3 separate regions of the Sus scrofa genome follow, and regions 1 and 2 are each linked to region 3. Evidence: chromatin contacts called from public Hi-C and promoter capture Hi-C data. All regions are on one chromosome and are shown on one strand. The core of a region is the stretch at or near the end of the contact, and the rest is flanking DNA. Distances in the headings are between cores, read along the strand shown. Region 1 holds the start of PNKD (probable hydrolase PNKD). Region 2 holds the start of CTDSP1 (carboxy-terminal domain RNA polymerase II polypeptide A small phosphatase 1). Region 3 holds the start of CNOT9 (cell differentiation protein RCD1 homolog).

The links. Promoter capture Hi-C pulls out the DNA fragments that hold promoters and counts their contacts. A called contact is a pair of places that touch in the nucleus more often than the background predicts.
Region 1: a Hi-C map of liver shows a contact between it and region 3, with 6 times the contacts expected there. The contact joins the promoter of PNKD here to the promoter of CNOT9 in region 3. A contact is called at or near these places in 2 of 5 promoter capture datasets (fetal liver and liver), 4 of 47 Hi-C or Micro-C datasets (alveolar macrophages, heart right ventricle, liver and 1 more) and 1 of 2 datasets of contacts at active chromatin or transcription factors (alveolar macrophages).
Region 2: a promoter capture Hi-C map of liver shows a contact between it and region 3, with 5 times the contacts expected there. The contact joins the promoter of CTDSP1 here to the promoter of CNOT9 in region 3. A contact is called at or near these places in 2 of 5 promoter capture datasets (fetal liver and liver), 7 of 47 Hi-C or Micro-C datasets (alveolar macrophages, blood, epiblast stem cells and 3 more) and 1 of 2 datasets of contacts at active chromatin or transcription factors (alveolar macrophages).

The regions. Positions count from the first base shown.
Region 1 is chr15:120,344,125-120,346,824 of Sscrofa11.1, forward strand. PNKD (probable hydrolase PNKD) reads left to right here and starts at 1,417. Exons shown (of 10, transcript XM_021076195.1): 1 at 1,417-1,536; 2 at 2,292-2,460. The coding sequence starts at 1,470. AAMP (angio-associated migratory cell protein) reads right to left here and starts at 1,327. Exons shown (of 12, transcript XM_021076200.1): 1 at 988-1,327; 2 at 902-985; 3 at 291-443. The coding sequence starts at 1,021.
Region 2 is chr15:120,449,261-120,451,960 of Sscrofa11.1, forward strand. It overlaps CTDSP1 (carboxy-terminal domain RNA polymerase II polypeptide A small phosphatase 1), which reads left to right and starts at 1,389. Exons shown (of 6, transcript XM_021076473.1): 1 at 1,389-1,802. The coding sequence starts at 1,736.
Region 3 is chr15:120,588,998-120,591,697 of Sscrofa11.1, forward strand. It overlaps CNOT9 (cell differentiation protein RCD1 homolog), which reads left to right and starts at 1,357. Exons shown (of 9, transcript XM_001925220.5): 1 at 1,357-1,779. The coding sequence starts at 1,756. USP37 (ubiquitin carboxyl-terminal hydrolase 37) reads right to left here and starts at 1,233. Exons shown (of 24, transcript XM_003133658.6): 1 at 976-1,233.

The DNA of each region.
Region 1 (2,700 bases), core at 167-2,666, 240 kb before region 3:
CTTTCACCAATGACAACTGTCGAAAAAAGAAACTAAAACGCAGCGGTGTTGATAAAGATCATACACAGGCAAGCAACAGGGATAGGATTTGAACCCAAGTGTCTCAACTGACTCCAAGAGCCAAGCTCTCCTCCATGCCATCGCACTGCCCCCCTACCCGTGAGCTCCTCCAGGGCAGGGCCAGCATTTTCCCACCTCTGTGTCCCTCATAACGTGCCCTACACAGGGGACGCCTGATGCTCAAGTGCCCACCTGGACCGAGTTTATGACGGACCTCCTCAGGCACCTACCTGAGTGCAATGCAAAGGTGACCTCGCTATCGTCTGGGCCCTCCATGCTGCCGACCACCCCTTCCTGGGGTTCCAGAACCCAGCCCTCCTCATTGCCCTCTTCTTCTTCCTCTTCCTCAAAGTCCACATCTTCCATCTCCTGAGCCAGGTCGTCTGCTTTGGGGAGAGGGTTAAAAGACGAGGCTCGACAGGCGGTAAGTGGGATGCGAAGCGTGGGGAGGCCCGAGGCTGGGGTGGGTCATGTGGCAAGAGAGCAAGGTGAGGTCAGACAGAAGGGGTGAAGAGGCGGCAGGGAGGAGGGGGGGCGTGTGGGACGGAGGACAGGAGAGGTCTGAGGACCTGGGGTTGGCCAGCGACCGTGTGGGAAGGGAGGACCGAGGGGATGATGGGAAGGGGGTGTGTGAGGGGAAGGGCCAGAGGAGGCGTCAGGGGAACCCCCACCCCGGCCAGGCCTGAGAACTAAGTGTGGGGTTGGGGGAGAGAGGAAGGGCGAAGGAGGTCAGTGGGACTGACCGGTGGGGTGGGGGGAGAAGGGGAGGGAGGGGAAGCAAGGGTCAAAGGCCAGGGGTGAGCGCCTCCTGTCCCATGGCCTGAGGATCAGCAGCTCTCACCCGGGTCCGGCGGACCGGGATCCAGTTCTACCACCTCGATAATCTCTTCATCACCATGGAAGCTTAGGGTCTCCAGTGGGGGGTGTCAGCGGCAGCCCCGCTTTCCGATTCAGACTCCATGCGGCGCAAGCGGCGGATCCACTTCTCTGGGCCCAAACGCCTCCCAGAGTCAGCTCTGCGCGACGACGCGGAACTCGAGCCCCTCCTCCCGGGAGGAAGTAGGAGTAGGCGACCACCCGGCAGAGAGAGCGACGGCCTCTCGACCAATAGCGAAGGGGGTGGACTCGCTGAACCACCAATCACAGGGCAGAGTTGGGAGAAGAGCCCGGGGCGTGGTCGGGGGAACCCAAACTCCGCCCGGCCTGACTCCGCCCCCAACAGGAGAGAAACAAGCGAGCGTGCGCGCCTCCGGGGTCTCCTGGGAAGAGTAGTTCTCCTGGGTCCGCTCCGCAGGCTTCTGGGAAATGTAGTTTCTGATCTGTAGGACAGACGGAAGGAGCGGGGGAGGCCCCTTACGCAAACTACAATTCCCGGCGGGGAGCGCGGTGAAGGGGGGTGGGATCTGAACATGGCGGCGGTGGTAGCTGCTACGGCGCTGAAGGGCCGGGGGGCGAGAAATGCCCGCGTCCTCCGGGGTAAGGAGAGGGACCCTGGGGAGGGTAGGACTGCAGGGGATCCCTTTTTTTTCACATCTCGCTCAGTGATAGCGGAAGGTCAGGGTGTTGTTTGCTGCCTGCACCCCTCTGCAGGATCTTAAAGAGTCAGGGGGCTAAAAGATGCTGTCTAGAGGTCACCCACTCCATCCCCTCAGCCTTCCGGTTACACCGTAACTCTGGAGTCTTGGAGCGAAAGGGAGCCCCGAGGAAGCCTTCTAGACTCCCGCGTTCTAGATGTTTCACACTCACCGCAGTGCAGAGGAAAGAGCCCTGGGCTTCTGAAGGCTTGGGTTCTAGCCACGGATAATTAGCAGTTTGACCTTGGGCGAAGCAGTTCGTCTCTCGGGGCGTCAGTTTCCTCTTCTATAAAATGAGGGGATGGAGTAGACTACCTTTACGCTCCCTTCCAGTACTAACATTCTGCAGTTTGGAAACCTTTTCTCGGATTTCCTTCATACGCCTCTTGTGAGCCCCACTGCAGTCCTTCACATCCTGCCGTCTGAAATGAAGAACAGCGAAGCTCGCTCTCCTGGCACCGGGGTGATGAGCCCGCAGTGACGTGGAAGTGGCTTTCAAAGGTGCCACCTCGATGGCAATTTTCCCATTTCCCTCTGGACTCTCCCTGGCACTTGTTACTCCAGACCGCAGTCACTCCCCTTCCTCAGATCACAACCACTCCTCCCCGGGATTCCTTCTCATCCTCTCTCACTGACTTTCCTTGCCTCCATCCACAGGGATTCTCTCAGGAGCCACAGCTAACAAGGCTTCCCAGAACAGGACCCGGGCACTGCAAAGCCAGAGCTCCCCAGAGTGCAAGGAGGAGCCTGAACCCCTACCCCCTGAGCTGGAATACATTCCCAGAAAGAGGGGCAAGAACCCCATGAAAGCTGTGGGACTAGCCTGGTGAGTTTTAACCCTTTGCCCACCAATGGGGAGTGGCACCAGGGGAGGGTGGGACCCAGAAACTTCTCCAAGTTTCAGGTGGTGAGCTGAATCCAAGGTTGTGGAGACAGAATTGCTGGATGTGAGCATGGGCCTCTCAGAGGACTGGGGCAGGGGAGGTGGGAAAGTATGTGGAATTGGAGAGACAAGTAGGTTTTGTGTGGCGTAAATTGAGCTAATTTGATTGAGATTTGGGTCCCT
Region 2 (2,700 bases), core at 139-2,638, 140 kb before region 3:
AGCCCGAAGCTGGCACGTCTCCGGGCGAGCGCCGCTCCCCTCGTGTCCTGCCCCTCGCGCGGGGCCTCTGCCCCCTCCGCACCCCCCTTCTCCGGGCCTGGAGGACGTGCGCCGCGCTCGCACCCCGCGGCCGGACGGGACAGGACGCGCCCGCCCTGCCCCGCCCCGCCCCGCGGCCCGCGGGGGAAGGAAGTGCTGAGGCGTGTTTGTCAAGGCTTGGCGATATTAGTATTTTTAAAATGTGAACAAAAAGTAATAACGACAAATGCAAGGATCTTAATAAACAAGAAAAGAAAGAAAGAAAGAAAAAGAAAGAAAGAAAGAAAGAAAGAAAGAAAGAAAGAAAGAAAGAAAGAAAGAAAGAAAGAAAGAAAGAAAGAAAGAAAGAAAGAAGATAGACCACCCTCAGACCTAACCACGCACCACACGGGAGTTTCCTTTGTAAAGAATCTGCGTGGAAACGCTGGCCCCGCGCCTGCCGGTCTGTCTGCACAGACCCAGGCGGAACGTGTGTTCAAGGTCCTCCAAACAATTGATGACTGTGATGCCCATAGTCAGGCATTGAGCCTGCAGGGCTTGAGTCCACGGTTGACCAATGCGTGGGGGCCGCCGTCCGATTTTCCCCTTCCTCAATAGTCACAGAGTGGCCGGCTGGGGAGTAGAGGACCTAGGAAGGCCTCTTGGAGAGAGTGTCATTTCCTCTTCGAGGTCCGTGGGATTTGGCTATGCGGAGAGGGAGGAAGTGCATTTCACGTAGAGGGAACAGCACGCACAAAGGCCCTGAAGCGCGTGGAGGCGCTTGGCTCCGGGCGGGAAAGTCAGGTAGCTGGAGTGCGCACGGGGAGTGGACGTGGCGGGGCGGCTGAGGGAATCCCGGGGCAGGCAGTTGGCATTTTCACGCCCTACAGCTCTGGGTTTAGGGGAAGGAGCCAGAGACTGCGGTGAGTCGCGGTCACAGCCCAGTTAAGAGCTTAACTGTGTGGATCTGCACAGCCGTCTGAAGGTAGCAAAGAGCCTTTACACGCTCACGACATCCCTGCGAAATAAGCCTTACGACCGTCGGAGAGAAGACCCACTTTATAGACCAGATGGTGTAATTCCCATTTCCCAGAAGAGGAAACCGAGAAGCTGTCAGCCCGCGACCCTCGGAGAGTGCAGGGGAGGAGCCGCACCGCCCTAGGGCACTCCTGGGCGTGGGCGATTGGGTAGGCTAGGGTAGGGTAGGGCAGGGCGGGGGCGGGGCCTGGCCCCCGGCAGCCAAGAGTCGGGGAACTGTGGGCCGGCTGCCGGTCCTGCCACGCAGCCGCAGAGGCTTGGCCCCGCGGGCGGGCGGGAGGCAGGAAGGGAGGCGACGCCCCCTGGAGCGCGGCAGGAACCCGGCCGGGCCCGCCTCCCAGCCCGCGGAGCCGCGCCGGCCCCTGAAGTGTTGAAAGCCCGAGCAGAGTCCAGGTCACGCCGAAGCCGTTGCCCTTTTAAGGGGGAGCCTTGAAACGGCGCCCGGGTTCCATGTTTGCATCCGCCTCGCGGGGAGGAAACTCCATGTTGTAACAAAGTTTCCTCCGCGCCCCCTCCCTCCCCCTCCCCCTTAGAACCTGGCTCCCCTCCCCTCCGAAGCTCGCGGGGATCCCTCCCTCCCACCCCTCCCCTCCCCCCCGCGCCCCGATTCCGGCCCGAGCCGGGGGGGAGGCCGGGCGCCCGGGCCAGAGTCCGGCCGGAGCGGAGCGCGCCCGGCCCCATGGACAGCTCGGCCGTCATTACTCAGATCACCAAGGAGGAAGCGCGGAGTCCGCTACGGGGCAAAGGTACTGGGGCGCGCGGAGGGGGCTGCAGCCCGGGCACCGCAGGAAGGAGGGGCCCGGGACCTTCCCGGGCAGCCGCCACCGCCACCCCGGCCGCCCGCCTCGGCGGGGGCCGAAGCTTCCAACCCGAGGGGGAGCGGGATGAGTGTTTGAACTTGCGGAGGCTCTGAGGCGCGGGGCGGGGCCTGGCGCCTTTGGGGCACTCCTGTCTGTTCTAGTCGGGGAAACTGAGGAAGGGGTAGAGAAGGGGAGCCCTCCGGGTCTCCTAGACTGGCTGTGCACCGTGCCGGAGAGTCGCCCCCCCCCCACCCCCGCGTTGGCGCCAATGGGACTGGGAGATGGGGGGGGTAAAAGAGGGCGCCTTCAGGCCACCAGCTGAGACTCCGCCCCCTCTGGGCCGCGGTCTAGTCGGGTGGCGGGAGGGGGCGCGGAGGTGACAGCGGACTGGGGTGGGTTGCATCTCCCGCCAACACACAGCCACGTTCCCCACAAACTTGCGCGCCCCGCGTGGAGGCGCCGAGCCTCTCAGAGGCTCCAGAGAGGGGTAACCACTTCTAAGGGTCCCCAGCGCGCCCGCCGGGAGACCCGAGCGTCGTGACAGTGCACGCGGTGCCCCGGCTTCAGGCCGGTGGGCGCCAGGCCTATGCCCACACTACCGACCCGGGAAGCCGCCCATCTCGGCCGGGCTTCCCAGGGCTGACGGGTCTGAGCTGAGGGGTCTGCTCCTCCCTGTCCGGGTGATGACTTCAGAGGCTAGGAAGATCCTGCCACCTCTGGGGGGCCTCGCACCCCTCAGGGGCAGGGGGCCCGGGTGGAGGGGCGCTTGGAGGGTGGGCGGATCATGGTTGGAGGTCCGTGCGGGGGTGGAGGAGGCGGGGCCAGCAGATGACCGCAGGACACT
Region 3 (2,700 bases), core at 107-2,606:
GGAATTCAACACTACTGATAACTTCTTTCACCTTTTCTACAAAACTTGTACTCCTCTATCCAGCTACGAAATGCCAAGAATTCCTCAGTGCCCCATCCGAGGTCCCCTTCCTTTCTAGCACTGTACTCTTTTTAGGCAATTTCATCCACAACCAGAGCTTCAATTACTTTCAACATAACAGATATATACATATAGATATAGATATATATACATGCACGCACAGACCTGTATATAGTTATATACACACACATCTGCCTATATATCCACTCAGAACTCTATTCTGAGCGCAAACCCAGTATAATCAACTGCCTACTTGACATCCTCTGATAGCTTTTCCAGTTAGACATGTCGGATAGTGCCTCCACAAAATAGGCATTTACACAGAAACTACATTTTGAAAGGATTATAAAATTACTCCAGGCCAACTCTCCAGAAAGAGGATTTTGTCATCAATTATCTTTTCGTGTCATGACCTACAACGGGTAAACCTGACAATCTGATCCGATGGCTAAAGATGGGGAACAACCAACCAAAACCACGACAAAAATACAATTCATGCTTTTTAGTTAAGAGATGGTTAAGGGAGAGAAGATGAAGAATGGTCAATAGAATGAAACAGTATCATGTCCCAAGGCCTGATGGACGTGCGGCAACGGAAGTCACCTTAAGTGATAGCAGGCCTCGCTAAGGGGGGCGCAGCGGAGGACAGCCCCCAGCAAAAAGGAGCCAGGTTTGAGTTGCGGGGGGGAGCGAGTGACAGTAAAAGACCAGGTCAAAGGAGGGGGAAAGCCTGGGGGAAGACCCAAGTAGAGTACCTGTGAGGCCAGAGGGGGCGTCGCGGGGATGGGGGCGGGCTGAGCAGCAGCCGGACGAACTCCAGAGGAGTGAACGCCGAGTGGGCGGACCGCAAGGGGCGGGGGGTGGGGGGGCCAGGGTAAAACGGCTCTGTGGAGACGCTCGCCGGGCCCGCCTTACCTGTGCCCGCGAGTCCGGAGCGCCGGACAGGCCTGCCGGAAGCACGGAGTCCAAGCGGAGGGGGAGGAGCTGGGGGTAAGGAAGGAAGGGACACCAAACACGAAAGAGAGGGGCCGCTCACTCCCCCAGTCAGGGAGAGCGGCTGATGGCGGGAACTGTGACCACACGCAAACACGCACGCACGCACGCACACTCGACGCGACCAGACGAGGTGCGTGCGCGAAAGCCTGGAAACTCCGCCCCTCCTACGCCCTCGCCCCGCCCCAGCACCGAGGGAAATCTCGCAGAGGTAGCCCCGCCCCTGTACTGATCGTAGTACGCACGCGCACTATCCATCTCACGCACTTTGCACCGCCCACCATTTCCCTCCGCGTCAGCCCTGTTGGGCATGCGCACTACTTGTCCCCTCCAGACTGCCGGGTTTTTCCCGCCCTTTACTGGCCTCTGGAGGAGGCTCAGAGTTCACGCCCCTCTATGGGGATACCTGCTCCGAGCCGGGGAATGCGAGGACTAGTAGGTGGCAGACGTCCTTCTGGTCCTGAATCTTAAGGGACAAAGGATAAACTCTAGGACTGTTAACTCTTTGGAGAGCTGAGAGGCGGGAAGAGGTAGTGTGGGAGGGGTCAGAGGTGAAAGGTCAGAGGGCTGCGAAGGGGGCGGAGCGAGCCGGAGGCGGATGGCGGCTGCGGCGGCTCATCATCTTTGGCGGCAGAGGCGCTGAAGCTGGGACGCGAGTCCGGCGCGTCCGGCAGTTGGAGGAGAGCGGCGGCCGCTCCCAACATGCACAGTCTGGCGACGGCTGCGGTAAGTGCCCGGGCCGCCAGGCCTGGGGCCCAGAAGCCTTCCTTAACCCCGCGTTTCGGCCTTCTTTTCCAGCTCCCTGTCTCGGTCCGGGAGTCCTGCTCCTCCTGCCCTCAACCCGCGAGGCCCGGGCCTCCCTCCTCGCCGCGCTTGGCTGTGGCGGAGCAGGCCCCCGCTTTCCTCGCCGGCCGGCTCTCGCGGCCTCTGGCGTGCCGCGTAGTGCGTTCTTTTCAGGCCCCGGGGCCTGGTCCCGCGGCCAGAGCGCCTCCTTCGCAGCCCCGACCCGCCATTCATTGATTCATTTGCTTGACCAACAGTTTCAGGGCGTCAGTTGCGTGCTTGGCGTCGGCGGAGCGAGGGGAGTTCCGCAGTTTGTCTGACATGACCCATGCTGTCGAAACTCCCAGCCTAGGCACATCGCGGCGGGGAGGAAATGGCTTTTAGCTCATGCCACTTGCTTTACAGATGCAAAATCCGAGACCCGGAGAAGTGAACAGTTACTACGTTTGACTTTCGATTCTCTGAGATTACAACCTTTTTTCACATCTCGTTTTACCAGCGTGATCTTTCACCAAGAAAAACAGTGTAAATCAACCTGCCTGAAGTAATCCTATGGCTTCCCATTGCATTGAGATAATATCCAGACTCCTTGCCTCGGCCTACAAGGTCCTCCCTGAACGTTATGTTCCTGACCCTCGTTTTCAGTCTCTTGTCACTGCTCCGCAGGCTCCAGCTACACTGGCCTCAGTTCCATCTTTTCTCCCTATGCTTTTACACTCCAGCTTGCACCTTCTGATCTCTATTCCTAGAATGCTCTCTCTCTCACACACACACATACTCACACACAGACACTCCCCCACCTCCTTCCTTTGCTATAGATGTCGGCTTCTCTTCCTCAGGTCTCTATCTCAGTCTCCTTGCCTG